Regions from separate parts of the Salmo salar genome. Here region 2 is linked to region 1. A link is a contact called in public Hi-C data. All regions are on one chromosome and are shown on one strand. The core of a region is the stretch at or near the end of the contact, and the rest is flanking DNA. Distances in the headings are between cores, read along the strand shown.

Region 1 (6,504 bases), core at 2,054-4,553:
TTTCGACGAGCAGGTGTCCACATACTTTTTGTAAGTAGTGTATTTAACAGAGTTATTGGAAAACGTGGCCACATAAAAATCTGTGGGAGATTTTACAGTAATTCTGTTACCAAAGTATGCATCTGCACAGTTCTTTCACCAAATTAGTTTTTGTAAATTTTTCATTCTAATTTTTCATCCTTTTCATCCTCATGCTAGCTAGCAGTAGCCATTATGGAATGTCACGTTGAACAACAAAGAAGCTGATTGGCGCACACTGCCATTCCAAAATGGCTACTGCCATTTTGGAGCTGTAAGCAAGCGGGTCGGATCTGCTGGCTACTTGTAGGGGAGAAAAGACACTTGCTGCTCCACTTGCTTACACAAGCCTAACCCTTTTCCCATGGCTCATGAGTTACAACCGCCATTGGGCAAACTCCCAGCTCTTTAAATCAGACCCCATCTGTAGGCTACACCACAGAGTTTGTTTTAATTAGGCTACAACACCTTTGAAACTCTTTTTGGGACAACGTCTCTAGAATTCCATAATGCTACTTGCTTGTTTCCACAAAACCACAAATTATAGCATAGTGTGGAATCCGAGCTTCCAATGAGAGTAGTAGCAGAATCTCTTTTGATTGGGAGGCCATGGCTCGACTTGGGCATATTGCTGCATGAAGGCTTCTCAGTCTCACTACTAAACCATTACGGAAAAGATACACCAGGAGCATATTTTCAATCCATTCATAACCAGAGACAGACATTTTAGTGCAAAAACAAACCAGGGAAATAGACTGAGTAGGGTATACTGTAAATTGGACATACTTAGGGGTTGGACATACAGTGCATTCGTAAAGTATTCAGACCCCTTGACTTTTTCCACATTGTTACATTAGCCTTATTCTAAAGTTTTCCCTCATCAATCAACACACAATACCCCAAAATGACAAAGCGAAAACAGGTTTTTAGGAATGTTTGCAAAACAAAAATACCTTATTTACATAAGTATTCAGACCCTTTGCTATGAGACTCGAAATTGAGTTCAGGTGCATCCTGTTTCCATTGATCATCCTTGAGATGTTCCTACAACTTGATTGGATTCCACCTGTGGTAAATCCAATGGATTGGACATGATTTGGAAAGGCACACACCTGTCTATATAAGGTCCCACAGTTGACTGTGCACCTCAGAGCCAAAACTCTTTGGCCTGAATGCCAAGCTTCACGTCTGGAGGAAACCTGGCACCATCCCTACTGTGAAGCATTGTGGTGGCAGCATCATGCTGTGGGGATGTTTTTCAGCAGCAGGGGCTGGGAGACTAGTCAGGATAGAGGGGAAAATGAACAGCGCAAAGTACAGAGAGATCCTTGATGAAAACCTTCTCCAAAGCTTGGGCCAATGTTCACCTAACAGGACAACAACCCTAAGCACACAGCCAAGACAACGCAGGAGTGACTTCAGGACAAGTCTCTGAATGCCCTTGAATGGCCTAGCCAAAGCCCGGACTTGAACCCGATCAAACAACTCTGGAAAAAACTGAAAATAGCTGTCCTTTCAAACATGACAGCGCTTGAGAGGATCTGCAGAGAAGAATGGGAGAAACTCCCCAAATACAGGTGTGCCAAGCTTATACCATCATACCCAAGAAGACTCAAGGCTGTAATCACTGCCAAAAGTGCTTCAACAAAGTACTGAGTAAAGGGTCTGAATACTTATGTGAATGTGATATTTCCATAAATTTTTTATAAATGTGCAAAAATGTCTAATAACCCGTTTTGTCTTTGTCATTATGGGGTATTGAGTGTAGATTGAGGGGGAAAAAACAATTTAATCAATTTTAGAATAAGGCTATAACGTAACAAATATGGGGAAAAGTCAAGGGGTCTGAATACTTTTCGAATACACTGTACTTGGACAAATCAGGTATGAGTAACAAACATACCAAATTCATTCCAAGGTCGCAAAAAAAGATGGCTTTGCTTGACTCAACTAGCTCTCTAGTGACAACTCACAAAATACATAGCTAGAACACATACATGGTACAAGTGGCAACAGATGGGGACACTTGACTGAAGAGGAAGAGACTCTCCAGTCAAAGGAGGTTTTCAGTGTTCCGTGATATAGAGAACTAGCCATGACTCAGAATAGTTCGAGAACCCAAGCTAAGGGGGAAACTCAAACACAGTGAATTAGACAAAGTACTTGTCATTCTCCTCGAATAGCTGGTGCCTGATTAGTAAAGTCAGTGCAGGTGGTGCATGAGGTACTGTAATATTACCAACCCAGATTAGTACGTTACCATTATTGCCTATAAAAATCATAGGGATGGAAAAAAACACTAAGGTTACTGTACTAACGTTAGCCTACTAATTTACAGTACCTAGCTAGACCCCCACCACGTATCCTAGAATGAATGACGACTACTGTCACCGTGCATCTTAAAAGTAACATGGATTCACAAACTAGGTTAGGATGTAGCTAAAGTAGTTAGCTACTTAACGATAGTTTAGTACTGTTACGGTCAAGACAACATTCTATTCGGACTACAGCTGACTGTACTGTGGCTACCTACAGTAGTTAGTCATATTCTATAACGTTAAATTCGTCACCATCTTTTCATTAAAAAAAGGCAGCTAACGTTAGCTAGCTAACTTGACTGATTTTACTCGAATATACATTGTAGCTAGCTAGAACACAAGTTAGGAAAATCGCTAGCTGACGTCAGTTAGTTACCTAATGTTTTCCATTTCAATAACGTTAGCTAGTTAGCCTAGCATGTAGATAGCAAATCTATCCAATTCTAGCGCACTCTAGCTAGAAATCAAGAATTATCTGGCTCGCTAACTAACAACAACAATAACAACTCGCTAGGTGGTTAAACAGTGATTGAATGTTTAGCAAATGTTGACTATGTAGTAGATAGCCAGCTAGCTACTGTTACGGCAAAAATGTGGAAGTTTGGTGTTAGAATCGGCCTTTGATCCACAGCTAGACCAAACCACACTGGCTGGCCGCATTTCTGGCTACAAGAGTCAGACAAACCCCAGACTAACAGCTAGCTAACGTTAGCTATTTATCTAGCTAGTCTAGACGAGCTTACCTTGCTTACTCTCTATTTTCCCCGACATTTCGAAGCAGAGACGGTAACGTTAAACAAATGAAATCCAGGGAGGTATGTTGTCCGTTGATTCTCTTTTAATCCCACATCCTTTAGCCAAAGCACTTTAGCTCGGACCGTTCCGACACAAATACAACAGCCAGCCAGACCCCGATGATGATGATGATGATGATGGGCAGACTAGCAGCAGACAACTCGGTTCTGTATCACAATCAACACCTCCCTCTTGCGGCTGGAATTAAGAAATGTGAGCGCACGGAACGGAAAGGTGTGCCCTCAGGTGATGGATTTAGCTAGACTAATCAGATTCAAGAGAGAGAGGGAAAGACGTTATAGACTCTTTTTTACTTATACATGGTTCAGTATAGGAAATAGGAGAGAAAATAAAATAGTACATATTATGGTTTTAGTGGAGTATACAGCTCATATTATTCCGAATGGAAATCAAAAACAGTAGCTAATTGCAGTGGCATGTATTCATGGATGCCAAGGGGTGCCAGGCCTCCCCCCAAAAACAAATGAAAAAAAGTATTAAATAATTGATCTTTGGTCTCTGTGTTTTCATAAGTTTCCTTCAATTTGCATGAGGCTGAATGTATCTCACTGGAAAAACCATCAAACCGAGCGAAACAGCGCTCCTCTGTTTCTGTATGTGTAGGCCTGATGCTGTCTGGTCATAAACAGACATTGTTGCGCCAATAGCATTGAATGCAAGGGAAGCCAGCGAGCATTTGGTCTCCCTTGAGAAAAAAAGTATAAAGTAATACCCAATCAGCATTGAGCTAAAATGATTCAGCTCAACTGTGTTTAAGGAAAGCCAGTTTGGATTAGGCTTCACTCCATCACATCGCATCAAGAGGAATATGTCATTGACAGAAACAACTTGAATTGTTGCATCTTGTTGTGTTGTTGTCCTACGGTGGCTAACTAGCAAGCTAAAATTGTCTGTTTCCTAAATTAGCCATGGATGGAGATAGGGATTTGGACTTGTGGTTTTACTTATCTCCGTACTGGCCAATGATTATAATGGTGGTTCTGATCCAACCATAAATTCATACTTTGTGCCCCTTTGAAGCCTGAAATGTGGCAAAAGGTCGAAAAGTTCAAGGGGGCCGAATACTTTCGCAAGGCACTGTAGCTTACGTTGATTGGACTAAATTGTTTTTGGTATCTTTTAGTTGTAACTGTATTAGACTAAGCATAGGTGAGTTGATGCTGTTGAAATGTTGAATTTGAAATTGTGTTGGAATATTGGAGGCAGCTCCTGTTTTCTTTGCGACTTGCGGTAACTCTTTAGTAGTCTGAAAATGTAGGAACCATTAACTTGCATGACTGTTGGTCATGTAAATGTTTGTTACATGCAATATGGTTTGTGGACTTCATCGGACAGACGTTGCACTCCGGTTTTGTGATGAAACGAAGGTGTATATCATGGTCGCAAGGCATATGAACTAACAGGTTATAGTGCAAACAAAGCAATTATCACAATAGTGATTTTATCCATGCACCGCTACTGGCTAAATGTTGCAGTGAACCCCTTGCCTCCTTAATAAAGTATGTAGTGAACATACACTGAGTTTACAAAACATGATCTTCCCATGACATATAGTAGATTGACCAGGTGAATCCCTTATTGAATCCCTTATTGACGTCACCTGTTAAATCCACTTCAATCATTGTCGATGAAGGGTAGGAGACAGGTTAAATAATAATTTTTAAGCCTTGAGACATGGATTATGAATGGGCAAGACAAACGGGCAAAAGGGAGTGCAACTCTATATTAGGTGTTCCTAATGTTTTGTACACTCAGTGTAGAGCAGCAGAAGTATTCCGTTTGAGTCGTCAGGCAAGTCGACCATAATAGAAAAAATGATTATTCAGAAAATATGAATTGATATTTAAGAGACAAGAGCAATTAGTTAAGACAAAATCTGGGGTATGTCCTGCTCTTCAATGGTCATTTCAATTGATGATATTGTTGCGACCTTTGTACAACAGCTAGCAACCTTGTCCAAAGGTTCAGACCTCTTGGTGTAATGGTTAAGGTGTTGGGCTGACAGCAGCAGTAACAAACTCAAGGCCGGAGCTATCCCTAAACTTGCTACATTGGTGCCTGAAGTGGCATGGCACCCTGGGGAGGCCATCGAGAGTGTGAGGGTCTCAAGAGTGTGGGATGCACTCTCCAATGGAAGGGGGTAGAGCAGTGACCTTGGTACAACACCTAGCAACCTCATCAAGAGGTTATGACCTCTTGGGTTAACTGACAGCCACAGGGACATATGAAGTAAAAAATTAATACAGATGAATACAACTGTAGCCAGAGTTGGATTAATAATACATTTGGAATAATAAAGTGATTAATACAACTGTAGCCAGAGTTGGATTAATAATACATTTGGATTAATAAAGTATTGTATTGTATTTGCGCTCCTACTTGTGCTGCTGCTTTTTAGTAGCCTTAAACTATGAGAAAATGAACTCCATTGTAACCCTATTCTTTATCATCGAATTCCTACAGGTCCTACAGAAGAGGTGAGTAATAAATCTAGAAATCATGGTTACATAACTTTAGATTTTGGTATAAGAAAAGGAAACACATTACTAATACATTTTTGTGATCAAATAAAAACCTTAAAAATCACAGAGCACATTATTAATTGAAATGCGCTGACCAACTGGCAAGTGTCTTCACTGACATTTTCAACCTCTACCTGTCTGAGTCTGTAATACCAACATGTTTCAAGCAGGCCGCCATAGTCCCTGTGCTCAAGGACACTAAGGTAACCTGCTTAAATGACTACCGACCCGTAGCACTCATGTCTGTAGCTATGAAATGCTTTGAAAGGCTGGTCATGGCTCACATCAACACCATTATCCCAGAAACCCTAGACCCACTCCAATTTGCATACCACACCAACAGATCCACAGATGATGCAATCTGTATTGCACTCCACACTGCCCTTTCACACCTGGACAAAAGGAACACCTATGTGAGAACGCTATTCATTGACTACAGCTCAGCGTTCAACACCACAGTACCCTCAAAGCTCATCACTAAGCTAAGGACCCTTGAACTAAACACCTCCCTCTGCAACTGGATCCGGGACTTCCTGACAGGCCACCCACAGGTGGTATGAGTAGGTAGGTGACAACACATCCACCACCCTGATCCTCAACACGGGGGCCCCTCAGGGGTGGGTGCTCAGTCCCCTCCTGTTCTCCCTGTTCACTCATGACTGCACGGCTGGGCACGACTCCAACACCATCATTAAGTTTGCTGATGACACAAAAGTGTTAGGCCTGATCACAGACAATGATAAGACAGCCTATAGGGAGAAGGTCAGAGACCTGATCGTGTGGTGCAAGGACAACAACCTCTCCCTCAACGCAATCAAGACAAAGGAGAG
Region 2 (6,466 bases), core at 295-2,794, 180 kb before region 1:
GCTGATTGGCTGACAGCTGTGGTATATCAGATCGTATACCACAGGTATGACAAAACATTTAGTTTAACTGCTCTAATTAATGTTGCTAATAATAGCAATAATGCACCTCGGGGGTTTGTGATATATGGCCAATATACCACGGCTAAAGGCTGTGTCGTGCAGGGAACAGCCCTTAGTCGTGGTACAGTGCCTTCGGAAAGTATTCAGACCCATTTACTTTTTCCACATTTTGTTACGTTACAGCCTTATTCTAAAATTAATTAAATTAAAACATTTCCTCAACAATCTCCACACAATACCCTATAACAACAAAGCAAAAACAGGTTTAGATGTTTTTGCACCTAAAAAAAAACCATATATAGATATATACCTTATTTATAATAAAAGTTAGCACACTGAAAAGCATAGCGCATAAGGGAAGTACCAAAACACTTCGATATAGGGGAGGTGCATGCAAGCAGATTAGGAATTTGGCAAGAATGGAAGAAATGGTATATTAAAACCTGCAAAAGAGCGAATGTAAATCAGGGGGGAAAAAAACACTACCCTCCCCCTGTGCCCAATAAGGTTGAACTGCTCCAGCAGTTTGTCACAATTGTGTGGTGGCTTTGATAAACTTGTGCTGCAACAGAGAGGAAGAGGAAGAGAGAGGCCCAACTCGGAGGAAAAATCTGTCTCCCACTAGCAGGTGGCGTTTTTTCGGCGTTTCGCCCACCAAGTCATGAGTTTTCATTTTATTGAATATCCAAAACATGCAATATACTTTCAGTGAAGCCGCTCAACAACTACACCACACCAGTCACCCAACAGACTCCCATTCAGAGCGACACACAGAAACATCTACGGTCAATGCCCTGCTCAAGGGCACGTCGACAGATCTCACACAAGGCCAAAAACGGGGACCCGAACCCTCCCAAGCGTTTTTGTATGGAGCCCAACGAGAGTCGAATTGGTCAACAAAGTAATTCATGGCTTATTTGCTACCTGAGGTTTATTTGCACTAATAGAAGTTTCGTAATGCTTACGTTATGAGTTTACTGACATAAGTAGGACACGTGATATCCCGGCAACTTTGAGGAAAAACAATTTATATTCGAGATGGCTATGTGTATTCATGGTATGAGGCTAGTAGCATACTAGCATCTCTCCCATTGAATACAGGCGTCAACAACCGTTATCGAATAATCCAAAACTGATTACAATAATAGGATGTATTCACCAATCCAAAGAAAGGATAGGCGTTGCCTCTTTGTGGACAACGACTCCCATTATTATGGCGAAGAGACATGTATCTTGTCAGTATATCGATCATCTTTGGCTTCAACAACATTAGCGACTCTGTACAAGGCTGTGACGTTTACTATGATACCCGCGTTGCATTGTGGATATTTGAATATTACAACGTAACATTTGATTATTTTTAATCAAGTAATAGTATTTGAGTAGGAATATTCGGTGAATATGTGTCTAGATTGTTTATGCATGATAAACAATAATATAATTTTTAAAAACAACAAACTTTGATTCCTTCACAATTGCACTCTGGGAAATATGTTAATATTCCAGCAGTGTCGTTTGTAGCACGTAGAGATCTTCAGTGAAATAGCATGTCAGACAATTTCAGTGGGACTTAGCTAGTTAAATATATTTGTTTCTACATAATATTTTATGTATAACATAAGAAGACACATCTGTTAACTTGGATGACAGTCTTGGTAAGTAGCGTTAGCAAGCTTTCAGATGCTCCTCCTGGTCAAGACTGCATGGCTAGCTAGCTAGCTAAATTAGAACACTTTTGACTGATGCTTAAGTTGAGGGATGTTGCTTTTTTGTGCACGTTGGGTTTAGTTCAGATGTTGTTTGCTAGTTACTAAAGTACGTTAGCTACCTGCAAATGTGATGTTGCTGCTCGCGAATGGGGTTGGATTCCAGCACGCTCCCCCAGCTTCCTTTCAATGTTGTCAGCTAGCTACTGTAACGTCCTGTATTTTCAATGCATATTGTCCTACAATAAATGTATCCCTGGTTTTGTTATCATTCATTTAACTTTTTTTAAATTTTTATTATTATAAAGGTGTCTCATCCATTATGTCCTCGGATGACCTAATTGCACAGAGGAAGAAAGTCGAACGCCAAATTTTGGTGCTCGAGCGCACCCTTGGTCCCGAAAGCAACTCCATTGAACTATCTTCAGACAGTTGTTCATCTGGTGGGTATCTGAAGTATATTAAAGCAGTAAGTTAGGGGTGCGTGGGTAAAATCATTAAGGAAGACATATTACAACCTATGTGTTGGGATAATTGCGTTGTTTACTTTATAACCCTGTTAATTCATATGCCTTGCGACCATGATAGATAGATATATATATATATATCTATCTATCACACACACACTTGTGGCCAACAGTTGAGAATGACACAAAGTTTGCTGCTTCATTGTCTTTAGATATTTTGGTCAGTTGTTACTATGGAATACTGAAGTATAATTACATGCATTTCATAAGCGTCAAAGTCTTTTGACAATTACATGAAGTTGATGCAAAGAGTCAATATTTGCAGTGTTGACCCTTCTTTTTCAAGACCTCTGCAATCCGCCCTGGCATGCTGTCAATTAACTTCTGGGCCACATCCTGACTGATGGCAGCCCATTCTTTCATAATCAATGCTTGGAGTTTGTCAGAATTTGTGGGTTTTTGTTTGTCCACCCGCCTCTAGAGGATTGACCACAAGTTCTCAATGGGATTAAGGTCTGGTGAGTTTCCTGGCCATGGACCCAAAATATCTATGTTTTGTTCCTCGAGCCACTTAGTTATCACTTTAGCCTTATGACAAGGTGATCCATCATGCTGGAAAAGGCATTGTTCACCACCAAACTGTTCCTGGATGGTTGGGAGAAGTTGCTCTCGGAGGATGTGTTGGTACCATTCTTTATTTATGGCTGTGTTCTTGGGGAAAATTGTGAGTGAGCCCACTCCCTTGGCTGAGAAGCAACCCCACACATGAATGGTCTCAGGATGCTTTACTGTTGGCATGACAGAGGACTGATGGTAGCGCTCACCTTGTCTTCTCCGGACAAGCTTTTTTCCGGATGCCCCAAACAATCGGAAAGGGGATTCATCAGAGAAAATGACTTTACCCCAGTCCTCAGCAGTCCAATCCCTGTAACTTTTGCAGAATATCAGTCTGTCCCTGATGTTTTTCCTGGAGAGAAGTGGCTTCTTTGCTGCCCTTCTTGACACCAGGCCATCGTCCAAAAGTCTTGGCCTCACTGTGTGTGCAGATGCACTCACACCAGCCTGCCATTCCTGAGCAAGCTCTGTACTGGTGGTGCCCCAATCCCGCAGCTGAATCCACTTTAGGAGATGGTCCTGGCGCTTGTTGGACTTTCTTGGGCGCCCTGAAGCCGCCTTTACAACAATTGAACCGCTCTCCTTGAAGTTCTTGATGATCTGATAAATGGTTGATTTAGGTGCAATCTTACTGGCAGCAATATCCTTTCCTGTGAAGCCCTTTTTGTGCAAAGCAATGATGACGGCACGTGTTTCCTTGCAGGTAACCATGGTTGATAGAGGAAGAACAATGATTCCAAGCACCACCCTCCTTTTGAAGCTTCCAGTCTGTTATTCGAACTCAATCAGCATGACAGAGTGATCTCCAGCCTTCTCCTCGTCAACACTCACACCTGTGTTAACGAGAGAATCACTGACATGTCAGCTGGTCCTTTTGTGGCAGGGCTGAAATGCAGTGAACATTTTTTGGGGGGATTCAGTTCATTTGCATGGCAAAAAGGGACTTTCATCTAATCACTCTTCATAACATTCTGGAGTATATGCAAATTGCCATCATACAAACTGAGGCAGCAGACTTTGTGAAAATGAATATTTGTGTCATTCTCAACTTTTGGCCACAACTGTACACCAATGAAACAGGCAGGGAGCAGGTCTCGAACCCTCGACCTTCTAGCTCGAAGTCCAGCGCAGATATCGACTCTACTGCTTGAGCATGCTTTTGCGGCACAGTCGATAGCGCGCTGGACTTAGGGCTAGAAGGTCGAGGGTTCGAGACCTGCTCCCTGCCAGCTTCGTTACATTGGTGTCAGAAGTGATCGGACCTTGCATGCTTGGCCGGTGCGCGCGTACCTGTAAAACTTAGTTGCAAGCTGGCGCGAGGACGCGCTCTTTGAAAGGCGGGAGTAGTGTAACGACCCTGGGTTTATAAGCGCGGATATCGACTCTGCCGCTTGAGCATGCTTTTGTGGCACAGTCGATAGTGCGCGGGACTTTGGGCTAGAAGGTCGAGGGTTCGAGACCTGCTCCCTGCTGTTTCATTACAATATCTAGTAATGAAACGGGCAGGGACCAAGTCTCGAACCCTCAACCTTCTAGCCCAAAGTCCCGCGCACTATCGACTGTGCCCCAAAATAATGCTCAAGCGGCAGATTCCATATCCAAGCTTATTTTATTTATTTTTATTTTATTTATTTCACCATTATTTAACCAGGTAGGCAAGTTGAGAACAAGTTGTCATTTACAATTGCCACCTGGCCAAGATAAAGCAAAGCAGTTCGACAACATACAACACAGAGTTACACATGGAGTAAAACAAACATAGTCAATAATACAGTAGAAAAATAAGTCTATATACAATGTGAGCAAATGTGGTGAGATAAGGGAGGTAAAGGCAAAAAAGGCCATGGTGGCAAAGTAAATACAATATAGCAAGTAAAACACTGGAATGGTAGATTTGTAGTAGAAGAAAGTGCAAAGTAGAAATAAATAATGGGGTGCAAAGGAGCAAAATAAATAAATACAGTAGGGGAAGGGGTGGTCGTTTGGGCTAAATTATAGATGGGCTATGTACAGGTGCAGTGATCTGAGAGCTGCTCTAACAGCTGGTGCTTAAAGCTAGTGAGGGAGATAAGTGTTTCTAGTTTCAGAGATTTTTTTGTAGTTCGTTCCAGTCATTGGCAGCAGAGAACTGGAAGGAGAGACAGCCAAAGGAGGAATTGGCTTTGAGCGGAGATAAGGGGGGACTTTACCTAGCAGGGTCTTGTAGATGACCTGGAGCCAGTGGGTTTGGCGACGATTATGAAGCGAAGGCCAGCCAACGAGAGCGTACAGGTCGCAGTGGTGGGTAGTATATGGGGCTTTGGTGACAAAACGGATGGCACTGTGATAGACTGCATCCAGTTTGTTGAGTAGGGTATTGGAGGCTATTTTGTAAATGACATCGCCGAAGTCGAGGATCGATAGGATGGTCAGTTTTACGAGGGTATGTTTGGCAGCATGAGTGAAGGATGCTTTGTTGTGAAATAGGAAGCCAATTCTAGATTTAACTTTGGATTGGAGATGTTTGATGTGAGTCTGGAAGGAGAGTTTACAGTCTAGCCAGACACCTAGGTATTTGTAGTTGTCCACATATTCTAAGTCAGAACCGTCCAGAGTACTGATGCTGGACAGGCGGGCAGGTGCAGGCAGCGATCGGTTGAAGAGCATGCATTTAGTTTTACTTGTATTTAGGAGCAGTTGGAGACCACGGAAGGAGAGTTGTATGGCATTGAAGCTCGTCTGGAGGGTTGTTAACACAGTGTCCAAAGAAGGGCCAGAAGTATACAGAATGGTGTCGTCTGCGTCGAGGTAGATCAGAGACTCACCAGCAGCAAGAACGACATCATTGATGTATACAGAGAAAAGAGTCGGCCCAAGAATTGAACCCTGTGGCACCCCCATAGACTGCCAGAGGTCCGGACAACAGGCCCTCCGATTTGACACACTGAACTCTATCAGAGAAGTAGTTGGTGAACCAGGCGATGCAATCATTTGAGAAACCAAGGCTATTGAGTCTACTGATGAGAATGTGGTGATTGACAGAGTCAAAAGCTTTGGCCAGGTCAGTGAATACGGCAGCACAGTATTGTTTCTTATCGATGGCGGTTACAATATCGTTTAGGACCTTGAGCGTGGCTGAGGTGCACCCATGACCAGCTCTGAAACCAGATTGCATAGCGGAGAAGGTGCGGTGGGATTCGAAATGGTCGGTGATCTGTTTGTTGACTTGGCTTTCGAAGACCTTAGAAAGGCAGGGTAGGATGGATATAGGTCTGTAGCAATTTGGGTCAAGAGTGTCCCCTCCTTTGAAGAGGGGGATGACAGCAGCTGCTTTCCAATCTATGGGAATCTCAGACGACACCAAAGAGAGGTTGAACAGGCTAGTAATAGGGGTTGCAATAATTTCGGCAGATAATTTTAGAAAGAAAGGGTCCAGATTGTCTAGCCCGGCTGATTTGTAGGGGTCCAGATTTTGCAGCTCTTTCAGAACATCAGCTGAATGGATTTGGGAGAAGGAGAAATGGGGAAGGCTTGGGCGAGTAGCTGTGAGGGTTGCAGTGCTGTTGACTGCAGTAGGGGTAGCCAGGTGGAAAGCATGGCCAGCCGTAGAAAAATGCTTATTGAAATTCTCAATTATAG

Evidence for each region. Hi-C and Micro-C count contacts between places; a contact is called where the count stands out from the background.
Region 2: a contact with region 1 is called in a Hi-C map of muscle, with 3 times the contacts expected there. The contact joins the promoter of LOC106580121 here to the promoter of LOC106580123 in region 1. A contact is called at or near these places in 2 of 3 Hi-C or Micro-C datasets (gill and muscle).

What each region holds. Positions count from the first base shown.
Region 1 is chrssa20:13,756,350-13,762,853 of Ssal_v3.1, reverse strand. LOC106580123 (rap guanine nucleotide exchange factor 1) reads right to left here and starts at 3,303. Exons shown (of 26, transcript XM_014160818.2): 1 at 3,080-3,303. The coding sequence starts at 3,107.
Region 2 is chrssa20:13,931,024-13,937,489 of Ssal_v3.1, reverse strand. It overlaps LOC106580121 (snRNA-activating protein complex subunit 4), which reads left to right and starts at 1,544. Exons shown (of 25, transcript XM_014160815.2): 1 at 1,544-1,715; 2 at 2,075-2,209. The coding sequence starts at 2,089.